2 separate regions of the Oryctolagus cuniculus genome follow, and region 2 is linked to region 1. Evidence: chromatin contacts called from public Micro-C data. All regions are on one chromosome and are shown on one strand. Each heading gives the region's core, a stretch centred on a gene start, on an enhancer-like site or on the middle of the called end of the contact. The rest is flanking DNA. Distances are from core to core; before and after follow the strand shown. Region 1 holds the start of ATG4C (autophagy related 4C cysteine peptidase). Region 2 holds the start of USP1 (ubiquitin specific peptidase 1).

Region 1 (6,604 bases), core at 2,525-5,024:
CGATTTGAGACCCAGCTGCTCACTTACCATCCAGCTCTCTGCTATGGCCTGGGAAAGCAGTAGAAGATGGCCCAAGTCCTTGGGCCGCTACTCCCTTGTGGGAGACCTGGAAGATGCTCCTGATTCCTAGCTTCGGATAGGCCCAGCTCTGGCCATTGTGGCCATCTGTGTAGTGAACCAATGGATGGAAGACCTCTCTCTCTCTATCTCTGCCTCTGCCTCTTTGTAACTCTGCCTTTCAAATAAATAAATCTTTAAATATTTTTATTTATTCATTAGAGAGGTAGAGTTACAGACAGTGAGAGGGAGAGACAGAGAGGTCTTCCTTCCGTTGGTTCACTCCCCAAATGGCCACAATGGCCAGAGCTGCACTGATCCAAAGCCAGGAGCCAGGAGCTTCTAATGGTTCTCCCACACGGGTGCAGGGCCCAAGCACTTGGGCCATTCTCTACTGCTTTCCCAGGCCATAGCAGAGAGCTGGATTGGAAGTGGAGCAGCCATGACTAGAACTGGCGCCCATATGAGATGCCAGTGCCACAGGTGGGGGATTAACCTACTGCACTATGGCACCGGCCCTAAATAAATCTTAAAAAAAAAAGTCTATAAGTCTACAAGGTATTTGTCTCATTATGTTTGAGTTCAGCTTATCTCAATATAATATCTCCACTGAGTCATTCATGGTACACATTCACTCATCAAATAGAACCTTCATCTTTGTCTGGGTTCAGCAGGGATAACAAGTACAAGAGGATGTTTGTGGAAAAATGGAATCACAAGATAAAGTTCCTTTTGGTGCCAGAAAGTTGAAATCTATACATAATTTTTGTATGCATTTTCCATGAACTTTTCTTTTTTAAGATTTATGTATTTATTTGAAAGGAGAGCTACAGAGAGGCAGAGGCAGAGAGATAGAGGTCTTCCACCTGCTGGTTCACTACCCAGATGGCCACAACGGCTGGAGCTGTGCCAATCTGAAGCCAAGAGACAGGAGCTTCCTCAGGGTCTCCCATGTGGGTTCGGGGGGCCAAAGGACCTGGGCCATCTTCTGCTTTCCCAGGCCATAGCAGAGAGCTGGATCAGAAGTGGAACAGCCGGGACTTGAACCAGCACCCATATGGGATGCCAGCACTGCAGTTGGTGTCTTTACCTGCTACACCGCAGTACCAGCCCCCCATGAACGTTTTGAAGACTTCTTGTACATTTGGTAGAAGTTAAGGATTAAAACTTTACTGGGAAAAAAAAAAAAAAAAACTTTACTGGGGACAGTGCTGTGGCATAGCAAGTAAAGACACCAACTGCAGTGCCAGCATCCCATATGGGCTTTGAATCTTGGCTGCTGCACTTCTGATCCAGCTCTCTGATATATCCTGGGAAAGCAGTGGAAGATGGCCCAAGTCCTTGGGCCCCTGTACCTGTGTGGGAGACCCCGGAAGAAGCTCCTGGCTCCTGGCTTTGGATCAGCGCAGCTCTGGCCATTGTGGGCACCTGGGGAGTGAACCAGCAGATATAAGACCTCTCTCTGCTTCTGCCTCTCAGTAACTCTGCCTTTTGAATAAATAAATAAATACATCTTTTAAAAAAAACTTTATCAATAAAAATGCGGAGCTTTATCACAGTCAATACTACTAGAATGGTTTGTATACTCTTAAAGTTTATGCCTAGACTATGATGACATTTTAGAAAGGCTTGACACTTAAGATAAATGTTACACACACACACCAAGTAGTAAACTTATCTTTTAGATTATTGAATATGGTACTTTCAGTAACCAAATATTCTGGTTTTAATGATTATACCTGAATTACTACCTACAAAAAGCACAGATGTTAGAAACAGCTTGCACAAAAACTGGATGGTGTCAAGGAGAAAGGAGTTTTAGTGCCTCCGTCATCACTGAATTGTCATAAGCATTTTTTGCGAGCTAGTTACTCCGTAAAAATCCTGTGCTTGGAACTGAGAGGGACACGTGTTTCAGACTCAGCTCCTGCCTTTGAGAAAGTGTACTAAACTACTGTAGAAGTCGAATTAACAAATCCATAAATGATTACTGAAAGTCGGTGTGAACACATACTGTTTTCCATTCCGGTAAAGCTCTCCCCTCTGCTTTTCATTTGCCTTTAGACCCTTCTTAATTGTCAAAACTGTGCTTCAGAAGCAGCGAGACAGAGCGCTTTGCTCCTGGCAGCACTCAGTATATGTGCTGAACTGAAATGGACAGCTTGTCTAATTTTACCTCTTGTGTAGTCGGCAATTGACTGAATCAGGAAGTCACAGACACATTTAGAGCAAGGAATACTGTTGAGTGCTACCACTGCAAGGATCTCTTTAGAAAACATGAAGTCTGTTCATAAATTATATAATCTTTAAACTCTCCCATGTTTATTTATATAACTGATCATTAAAACTGCTTTAGTAATACATGTATTAAATATTTAGCATATTTTAAAAGGTTCCTTAATACTAATTAGTAAATGTGATTATGCATTTATTTACTACAAACACTTACAAATATCGAATAACCTAATATAGTTTACCAACATTACCTTTGAATCATTCCAACGGAAATGTTCCCTCTCATTAAATTCACATTGTTTGCTGTGCGAGTAAGGAAAGCAACAGATTGTTCTCCATAATCATAGGTTTTAAATATTTACTTGCTAGTGCTGCATAATTTAGCACATTGGAGTTGAAAAGCCATTTGTATGGTAGCTGATACCATTTCAGCGTTATAGAATATAGTGTCCCTCTGTGACTTCCATGTGAAGCTGAAAAAATGAAACGTGTCCTACACTTTTTCCCAACCAATTAAAATTGGTAGTATATACACAATTTAACTTTTTCATATCAAATAGTTATCTTAAGTATTCAAACATTGTTTCTTGTGGCCTGCTAATGCATGATACCAAGAATAATATATATACATTCCCATTATCCAAGTCCTTATGGAAGTTACAAAAAGGCATCCAGATGGCTTGTTAGAGGCATATTATCTCCCCTAAAAAAATCAGAAGAGTTCTGCATTTCAAAATATAGAATCATAAGTTAATCATACAAGAAACAATTTTTGGTCGCTCACTCTAATAAATGTTCCATTTATGATCCTGCCATACTTTTGCCTTGATTGCTTAATTGGCTGCCTCACCACATCAGAAGGAAATAAACTGTTTTAGTCATGTATATGAGAATAATAAAAATAATTCAAATCACAAAACACTAAAAAACTGGAAAAAAAGTCTCAAGTTTCTTTTTAACTTTTTAACTCGCCTTCTGGAAGACTTTCATTTCCATGTGGTTCACAGTCTGGTAGTACAGGCTGTCAGTCTTTTAATTTCTAGCTTTTACTATAATTTCCTATGTAGTTCAGGGGCACGTCACACGTAGTCTGCTCGAACAAGACGATACAGAATTACATCTTGCAGTTAGTATTTCTCCGTAACAACCCTTTAAAGTGAAGATAAAGTTTTCCATTTCATAAAAGGTCTCCTCAGATTGTTCCCTGCGCTTCATCCTTGAGGATAATTTTAATGTGGAAAATGAGTGCACATATCCTTTGCTGTCTTCTTACAGGTATTTAACCTGCAGTCCCAGGCACAGCTTGGCTTGGTGTACCTTCACCTCAGGGCAACTGAGAGACGAGTATTTTACCAAAGTGGGGCTTGGTAGGAGGTCTGCTCCGGTCCGGGACAGTGAAGGATGAAGAAACGGTGCATGCTGGATCTTGTAGTTCCTGCGACAGAAGCATGCTAATTATTTCGCACGGCATGCTGGTAGTTGAAGTCCGACTATTCGCCAGGCAGCCGGAACGTGTAGTTTGTCTGTCAAAGAGACGCTGCTTACACATGGCTACTTTCTCTCGTTTCTGCGTTTGCCGCATGGCTGATTAGGGGTTGAGGTGGCGAACAGGTGGACAAAAGGGAGGATGGAGGAAGTGGAGCAGAGGCCTCCGAGCCGTTGCTACCGCGGCCGCTGCCGCCAATCCACGGCTCTGGTGCCCCGGAAGTGGCTGACCTGATAGAGCTGAAGGCGGGGCCGTTCCTCTTGCTACGGAGGCCGGCGAGCTCGGGGTACCTGTGGCTGCGGCGCTGAGGTCCGATGGTGTTGCGTGCGGGCTGCTTTTGTAGCCGGTGCTGAGCGTTTCCCGGGTTGGTGGCTCCTGCGCGTCGTTATAGCTCTCCAGCCCTTCTGTTTCTGTGAGGGGTCGACGTGAGGCTAGCGGAGACGAGAAGGTTGGGATAGTCTCTGGTCCCCGATGACCGGGTTTCTTGGGGGGGGGGGGGGCCCTTCACTTTGGGGAGACCCTGTGGCCAACCCGCTGGTTTCTCGGAGGGCTCTGGCGCCACCCTCGGGTGTCTCTTCTTGTGTCATTTGTTTTCTGACTCGTCGTCGCGCCGTCCTCGGTCCTCCAGAGGTGACAAGCCGTAAGCCTTACCTTGGGCAGCTGTTCTCGTTTTCCTTGTGCTTTTCTTAGGTGTCCCAGGCACGGTCTCTGATGTCCCCTAGGCTGTCGCATCCCGGGGACCTCTGACCCAGCGCCAGGGCTCTGTCGGGTCGGGCTCCACCCCCGACTCCCATCCCTTTGAAGGAAAATGAAGCAGTCGGATCCCCGAGCGCTTAACCATCGCATTCTTAGCGCCCTTCCTCCCGTAGGGCTTGGTTGTCACTTCCAGTTGTAGCCCGGTAGCGGGGATATAGTGTTGCCTCCCTATCCGCGTATCCACGTTCGCTCACTTTGTTTCACGAGTTGCCCTCAACCCTCCCCAGCCTCACCACAGGAAAGGGCTCTCGAGGTCGAAGGTTCAGAATAGGTTCTTAGATCTGGTGACTATGAATTGGGATCCCAGTGGTCAGCTCTGCATTACTGCTGGTTGAGGTTATGGTTCGTACTTCTTTGGCTACATTTTGTTTTGTTGTGATTTTCCCCACATGGTGTTCACTGCTGTCCTATAGTTAGGGAATACTTGATCCTACAGCTCTTTTTGTTGTTGGTGGTGGTGTTTTTTAATATCTGAATGACATATATGGGAATTTTTTTTTCTGGTGTTCTACTTGAACCGCAAATACCCAGTGGAATTTTTGTAATGATTTTGTGTCAGATGATAGCAGATAGACACAAAGAAATGATTCTTCCTTCTTGCTTGTTTGGGATTTGTTGTTAGATTAAAGTGCCCCTGAGCGATTGGAAAGGCTATAAAACTTAAAATCGGTGTATTTTCTGAGTTTCAGATGATAAAAGCTCTTTTATAAAACAAGGAAGAGTTTCTGATTAGTCAATAATCTGATATTATTTTGAATTATCAGTTCATTCGCTATAAAACAGACTTTTTAAAGATGAAAAGTCAACATATGGAATTGTATGATTTAGTAAAGTGTTTCAAAACCATTTAATTATGCTCTTTTTCTATAAATGGATGCAATTATATAAAACATATCTGTGGTAACTGTTTATGAAGCGTTTCTAGATACTTTGATAGCTCTGGGCAACTGTGTTGTAGTGTGTTCATTAGTGTTTTGTAGACAGAAATTTTGTACTGCATGCTTTCTGGGGAACATGTAACTGATGAGTTTGCACCATGTCGTCTGTTATTGCACTTGTAGAGGTTCTAATAGTAAGATTATTACTCAGTAAAATTTGTATCTGTCAGTAAGATAGAAAAATACTTGTATCCTGTCAAGTTGGGATTATTCCTAGATAATCTGTAGTGGTTTCAGCCATGCATAAAATTTGGAGCTACATGTATAGTATTTCAGAATTAATTCACTCATGAGATTCTTTATTGGAAAAAAGGATAAGCTAGATATTATTCAAACTGTTTATATTTTTCTTGAGATTTTATTCATTTACTAGGCATTAATTGAATACTTACTAATATTTAACAAAATACTCAATTTATTGATAAGAGTATCCTCTTGTTCTCTTTGTTCTAGATACTTTTAACACATTATCTCAGTTAATTATAGCAACTCAGGGACTACTGAATTTTTTTTTTTTAAGATTTTATTTATTTATTTGAGAGGTAGAGTTACAGATGGTGAGAGGGAGAGAGAGAAAGGTCTTTCATCTGCTGGTTCACTCCCCAAATGGCTGCAATAGCCAGAGCTGAGCCAGGAGCTTCTTCCAGGTCTCCCACGCGGGTACAGCAGCTCAAGCCATTGGGCCATCTTCTGCTGCTTTCCCAGGCCACAGCAGAGAGCTGGATCAGAAGAGGAACAGCCGGGACTAGAACCGGCATCCGTATGGGATGCCGGCATTGCAGCTGGAGGATTAACCTACTGTGCCACACCACCTGCCCCAGGACTACTGAATATTACATTTAGATGATGAACAAATAAATGGAAGCTCAGAGTTTAAGTCATTTGATCTTTATTTTTCTGACTCTTCTCACTGCAAATACCTGTTCTCTGAAAAATATGAAGAGCATTAATTCAACAAATTCTTGCTGAGTTGCCATTATATACCAGATATTCTTTTTTTTAGATTTATTTATTTATTTGAAAGACAGAGTTACAAAGACAGAGAGAGATAAAGAGAGAGAGAGACAGAGAGCAAGTTTCCATCCACTGGTTCACTCCCCAAATGGCCTCAATGCCCGGACTGGGCCAATCC
Region 2 (6,604 bases), core at 2,266-4,765, 360 kb before region 1:
CAGTTCTCCTCCAATCGATGATAAGGTCAGCTCCCAGTCATTCGGCATTTGCAACACTCCATTCTCAGTTCCGAATTTTTCTACTTCCTCTCAGCGCCATCTTGTGAGAAATGGGCCCTGTCTCCCACAAATCTGCAAGCTGGAAAGGACCCTTACCAAACATACACTCTGCCAGCATCTTGGTCATGGGCTTCCCAGTCTCCAGAACCAGAAAATAAACACCTGCTGGTCAAGCTGTCCAATCTGTGGTGTTTTGTTACAGGAGCCGGAGCTAAGGTGGCCCAATGTTTGGCTGAGGAAGGCAGCTTCAAAGGCATCCACTTGGTCTTCCCCATCATGACAGCTTTTACCCCGCAGGTCCTAATGGGTTTACAACTGCCAGTGAGTCAACCCCATTATACATTTGGAAAGTGCAAAGTGACCAGTGGGTGAAGTAACAGACCCAGCTGACTTAACTCTGAATGGGACCTTGATATGACTTCATTTATTTTTTTTTTTAAGATGTATTTTATTTATTTGAAAGAGTTACAGAGAGAAGTAGAGACAGAGAGGTCTTCTATCCACTGGTTCACTCCCCAGAGGGCCGAAACGGCCAGAGCTGCGCCAATCCAAAGCCAGGAGCCAGGAGCTTCTTCTGGGTCTCCCATGAGGGTACAGGGGCCCAGGAAGTTGGGCCATCTTCTACTGCTTTCCCAGGCCATAGCAGAGAGCTGTATTGGAAGTGGAGCAGCCAGGACTCGAACCAGCACCCATATGGGATGCTGGTACTTCAGGCCAGGGCGTTAATCCACTGTGCCACAGAGCCAGCCCCTCCCGGAGTCTTTTAATCCATTCTTGTCCCGCCTACGTGCCCTAGCGTCTCCGGCATTTCAGTTCCATTGTCAGAGTTTCTGCTTTTCTCATGCTTCTGGGAGTCATTGAAGTAGCGAGTTTATAATGGCTTTTGGGAGGTCCTTTTCAGGATGTTAAACTCTATCTTTTGGGAGGATGCTCCCAACTCAATATAATTTCTCCTATCCAATTTTATGTCCCAGCCCGTCTGGTCAAGTATTCTCTGAATTCAGTCCCATGCACACTCCCCATACTCCTTTTGGGACATGCTAGCTAGGTCTCACATCTTTAGGAGCCAGTCCTTTACCTCCATCATCAGAGGCAGCACCTTCCCAATTATGTTCTGTTGCAACTTAACACTAATAGATTTCCTGGCCAGAAGGCTAGGTGGGAGGCAAGGGGTGCTGGGGGAGGGGAGAACATATTCCCCTCCAAGTAGAAACAGCAAAGTGACTGCTCTCAGAAGGGAGCAGTGGGCCCCACTGCAGATGTCAGGGGAGGCTGGGAAATCAAAATTTCCAGGTATACCACCTAGAAGTTCCCTCCATGTGCCCGGGTGCTAGGTTTTCTCAACCATGGCCCTGACTTTGGCACAACCGAACTGCTATTTTGAGTACATCACCATATTTTAAGTGCAGCCAGTGTAAGGTGCTGGTGTTGGTACTGTTTTCTCCACGTTTCCCCTGCAGATGAGAGCTCCTTTGAGTGTCATGAAGAAGTTCTCTGGCATTTACACCTGTCTTTCGGATGCTTATACTCATCCTCAGCTGTCCACTATTTCTCCATAGCGAGTAGAGTTTGGCAAAAGCCATTCAATTCTGTTATCCTTATAGAAAGAACCTCTTCTACCATATGCCTCAAAACCCTGATACATCACACCTGCTAGTGTGTGCCCTTTCCCGTGGTACACCATCCAGATTGGCCCTCTGCCTTGTGCCAGGGGCTGGATGTGTCTTACTGATAGCAGCCAGGCAGTCCAAAAGTCAGGGCTCAAACCCCATATGATTGCCTGTTTTCTATAACTAATCCTGGTTTAAATGCTTGCAGGTATATATTTAGGGGGGAAGCAGGTGATGAGACAGAGCCTGGGGTACAAAAATGTGAAAAGGGTGAAGCAGCAGAATGAAGAAGTGGAAAATGTCAAATTCTAGTACACTCTAAACTCTGGCCAACATGGCCAAGAACTCTGAAGTGACTACTGCTCATCAGAGGTATCCAGCGGAGGCCATAATGCTGAGCCCTCATATCTCAGCTTTGCTTAATCGTCTAGTGTAAGCTACCCCGGAAAGAGCATAACCGGGCAAGGTCGCCAACTGCAATTAAAGGAGTCCCTGCTGGAGCTGACAATGGTAGGTGCTCCCTGCAACTTGGGAGCAAGTCCTTCCACGCAGGGGAATCTGGGCAGCCATCTCCGTATCTACCACAAAGGGCTGGGTGGTATCTAGCACATTCTTTCTTCAAGGAATCAAAAGATGTAGGTAGGCACATCAAAAAGTTTGTGTCACATAAAAACGGAATTAAAAGAAAAGTTTAGGGGCAAGCACTGTGGTGCAGCTGGTTTAGTAGCCGCCTGCAACGCCGGCATCTCATGAGCGCCTGCTTTGCACTCTGGCTGCTCTGCTCTGGATCCAGCTCCCTGATAACATACCTGGTAAAGCAGCAGCAGATGGCCCAAGCGCTCCGGCCCCTGCCACCCATGTGGGAGACTGAGGTGGCGCTCCTGGCTCCTGGCTCCGGCCTGGACTAGCTGCAGCTGTTGCCACCACCTGGGGAGTGAACCAGCAGATGGAAGCTCTCTCTCTGCCTTCAAATATGGATTTTTTAAAAAAAGATAAGTTTACTATGGGGCAAACAGTTTCTTAAATCTATGCATATGAGAAGTCTTCAAAAGGTCAAGGAAAATGTGTATAATGAAAAATTATGTATGGATTTCTTTTTCTGCACAAAATGGACTTATCTTTTAATTTCAATTTTCCACGAACTTTTTGAAGTACCCTCATACTTATTTCTTTTTTCCATCTTCTGAGGAAATCTTTTTCATTAACTTGGTAAGGGAAAGTATAACAGAAAACCAAACATTATCTGGTTGCTTGGGGGGGGTGGGGACTGTCATCTTTGATCTCTTTTTTCTTACCATACCATGCTTCCGGTCACTCAACGAAGCTGGTTGGCTGTACTTCAAATATAGTGGAGGCGTTTGGCCTAATGGTTAAGACACCAACTGGGATGTCTGCCCCCCATCTCAGAGTGCCTGTCTTTGCCTCTCCATTGGCCTCCTGTTCCCGTTTCCCGCTGCGGCGGCACCTGGGGAGGCAGCAGGTGATGGCTCCAGCAGTTGAGTCCCTTCCAGCCAAGCGAGAGATCTGGGTGCGTTCGGAGCTTCCAGCTTTGGCCTGACCCAGTCTCAGCTGCTGTTAAGATCTGGGCAGTGACTTTCTCTTTCTCTGTCATGTATATGGCTATGTGTCTATATGTATGGATATATGTATATCCATGTGCGTATATGTATGTATAATCTCTTGAATCTCACGTTCTGAGCACTTCCATTTATCACAAGTCACCAGTTTACTCCTTGGCCACCGAAATCAGCCCCCTAGTGGAGCTTCCTGCTTGCATTCTTGAAGGTCAAAGGTCTGTCCACCGCGGCGGGGGGGGGGGGGGGGGGGGACTGTTTCACAAATCCTGCCCCTGCCGGCTGAGCACCACCCAGCGCCTTCCACCCCGGCCTGCTGCGTGGGGGCCCAGCCGGTTTCGCTCATCTCCTGCGTGTAGTCTTCTCACCCAGGCTCACACGCTCTCAGGAGCCTGGCTACCTCACCTCTCTGCAAAACACCAAACGCGTCCAGGACTTTGTATCTGCTGTTCTTGCCGCCGGGACCATTCTTCCCCTTGGGTCCCTCCCGGGCTCGCTCTGCTCAGCCGTCAACTGCAGGGCGCTTTCCCGAATATGCCACCTAAAACGGCATGCCCCTGCTGTCGCTTCCATCGTGTGTGCCCATTTTTAGTTTAACGTCTGTCTCCTCTCGAATGTACAACTCCTTTAGCGCAAGGAACGTATTTCATTCAGGCCACAGTCCTAAGCGTTTTGAAAAATGCCGGGCACACAGCAGAACCGAAACATTCGGATTTGGACTAAATCTCTCCTGCTTAACTTCAGCACTTGCGCCGAGGTCGCGCCGCACAGGTAAGCACACAAACACAAAAGGGCACCCGAGCCGCCTGCTTCGCTGCTTTTGAGCCTCCGAGCGGCGGCTCGGGTCGGAACCGCTGTGTGGCCCACGGCGGGTCGGGCTCGAGAGGACACCGTGAGGCGATCGGCGTCTGAGGAAGGAGCCTCGCCCTAAAGCACTCTGCTGAGGCTCCGCCGTCCTCCGTGACGGCGCTGGTTTTCTCTAGACGGCCCTGGGGCCGGGGCTGCTGCCCGTGACAGAAAGCCCACGCACGGAGCAGGACGCGGCGCGGCCTCCATTTCCCGTAGCCGGTCTCCCTGGTAACCCCGCCCGAGCGTTCACGCAAGAAAGGAGGGCGGGGCTCGCGGGGAGGGCCTAGCTCCGGAAGCCGCGCCCTCGCCGGCGTCCCTCGGGCCAACACTACGCACAGCTAGACTCTTAACAGTCGGCCGCGAAAGCGCGCACGCGAGCGCCAATGAGAGCGAGAGGCGGGGAGCCGCGCCTGAGGAACTCGGTGTAAGTCTCATAAGGATTGGCCCGAGCCTTTCTGTCTTCTTTGTTGGTATTGGCTGGATTTCTTTCTCCCGCCCATTTGCTAGCTTTTGTCTGGGTACTTCTGATTGGCTCTGCCTGGGCAGTGAAGGGGGTGAGGTTTTGGGGATGCTTCGTCGCGGATTGGCGGATTTGAGCACCTAAGGGCTCCTCCTTGAGGAAGGGGGCCCGGCCCATCTTGCCTCTGTCCCGTCTCCCGACCCGTACTCGTAACTCGCGCGCACGAATGGTTAAAAAAAAAAAAAAAAAAGGGTGTGAGGCTCGAGCCCGCCAGCCAGGCCTCCAGTGCGCGCCCTCAGCGAGGACCCGCGCGAGCTGCCCGAGACTGTGCCTGCGGTGTTTGAAAGTGCGGAACCCGTTAGGATCTTGGGGGAGCTACCGTTCCAGCTGGTTCCGGAGCCCGTGCGCGCCGGGGGCCAGGGGCGGTCGCGGGGCGGCCCTGGTGTTTCGCGTCTGTGCAGCGTGGAGGCGAGGACCGGCATTTTCGAAGGACGCCACCTTCAATCGCAGTGCTGGCGCGGGCGGAGGCTAACACACGGGGGTCCTGAGACTGAGGAAAACGCGCCAAGTTCCCCTCGGCGGTGGAGTGGGGAGACCCTAGCGGTTCAGGCGCTCGGCGAGCGGGACCGCGGCTTGGTGCGCTCTTTGGCACCCGGGGCGGGCGCGGGCAGGCGCCGCTCCGGGCATGTAGTGGGCGCAGGCATCAGGCAGGACCGAGCGGCGGCCCGGGTTCCCGCCCTTGTGAGTGGATGGTCACTCCCCCGCGGGGAGGGCGACCGGCCAAGCTTTTCCTTGGGTCGGGGGCCCTGCGGGCTCGGGCCAGGGACTCACCTGCCGCACCCACACTCTTCCCGGCTGGACTCGCCGGCGTCAGCGCCGCGGACCGCGTTTGGGCCATGGCCAGGTGAGGAGGGCCTGAGAAGGGGTTGGTGCTCTGCGTGGAGGCAAGTTCCGCGGGCAGCGTAGTGGGGCTGCGGGCAAGACCCCGGACCGTTTCGTTTCGGTCCTGCACCCTCGCCGCGCTGCCGGCCGGGGCTCCGCGGCGGCTCTTGCAGTCGGGGAGGCAGGTGCGGGCTGGGCGTACACAGGCCGGCTCCACGGGCGCGGGGCCGGAGCGCGGTGCGGGCCACGGCGCCGCCAGCCGCCCCCACCGTGCCCCCGGGGTGTGTGAAGGGCACGGCCGCCTTCTCGGTTTCCTCTCCCGTGGAGCCCGATAGGGAGAAGCAGTACTGATTGCCCTGACGTTGCCTTCGGACGGCAATTGCGAAATTTTACCGCGCGTTTTCTTTCATGTATAGTTTCCTCAGTATTTAGAACGCCACGTGTCTTAAAACTTCAGCGGAGATGTTCGGGATTGTTTTACGTTTCTTCTGGAAAAATAGGAATTGAGTCCTGTCATCTTAGAAAGGAAAGAACTTGAAACTGATAGGGCTGAGTGTTCGTGCTGTCATTTGTTCGAGAATGTTTACTGTCGGAGGCATTGTTTTCTGCGTTAGTGGATTTACAATTACAGAAGCGGTTTTAGTAGAACCTCCCCGCCCCCAGCCGCTCCCGGGTAGGATGCAGCACCCGGTAACGCGTTGTATTCTCGGTCATGTGCAGTGTTTGATCCTTGCTTTGAGGGGGCCAGGTTTGGTTTGGTTTGGTGTAAGAAGCCGATCCGCTGTTCCGGCTGCCTGTTGGGTCTGCTCTGTCACCTAGAATCCAGCGTCTATCGTTTATCAGAATTGGCTCTTAAATACCTTTTACGAGAACCACTAATACTTGGAGAATCCCAGACGATGGAGCGCAGGCTGGTTTATCGTTCATCACCAGCATTAGGTGACCAGAAGAGTAAGTTGAGCCGGAGACAGCTTGGGGAGATTGGTCGACTTTCCAGGAAAAGTGGTTTCACTGCTGGGTTCGGGCTGTGAATTCCTAGATCAGCGTCAGTTGAGTGAAATGGAATTTGAGTGGACTTCGCGTAGCTCATCTTACTCCTCTGTGTTTACATTTGAAACTCATAGCTCGGTTTTTTAGGTTCTAAGTAATTTTACGGAAGTGCTCCAATC

Evidence for each region. A called contact is a pair of places that touch in the nucleus more often than the background predicts.
Region 2: a contact with region 1 is called in a Micro-C map of ear pinna, with 5 times the contacts expected there. The contact joins the promoter of USP1 here to the promoter of ATG4C in region 1. A contact is called at or near these places in 3 of 6 Hi-C or Micro-C datasets (ear pinna, psoas muscle and an unstated tissue).

What each region holds. Positions count from the first base shown.
Region 1 is chr7:110,012,842-110,019,445 of mOryCun1.1, reverse strand. It overlaps ATG4C (autophagy related 4C cysteine peptidase), which reads left to right and starts at 3,774. Exons shown (of 11, transcript XM_070078365.1): 1 at 3,774-4,087.
Region 2 is chr7:110,375,804-110,382,407 of mOryCun1.1, reverse strand. USP1 (ubiquitin specific peptidase 1) reads left to right here and starts at 3,515. Exons shown (of 9, transcript XM_008265152.4): 1 at 3,515-4,015.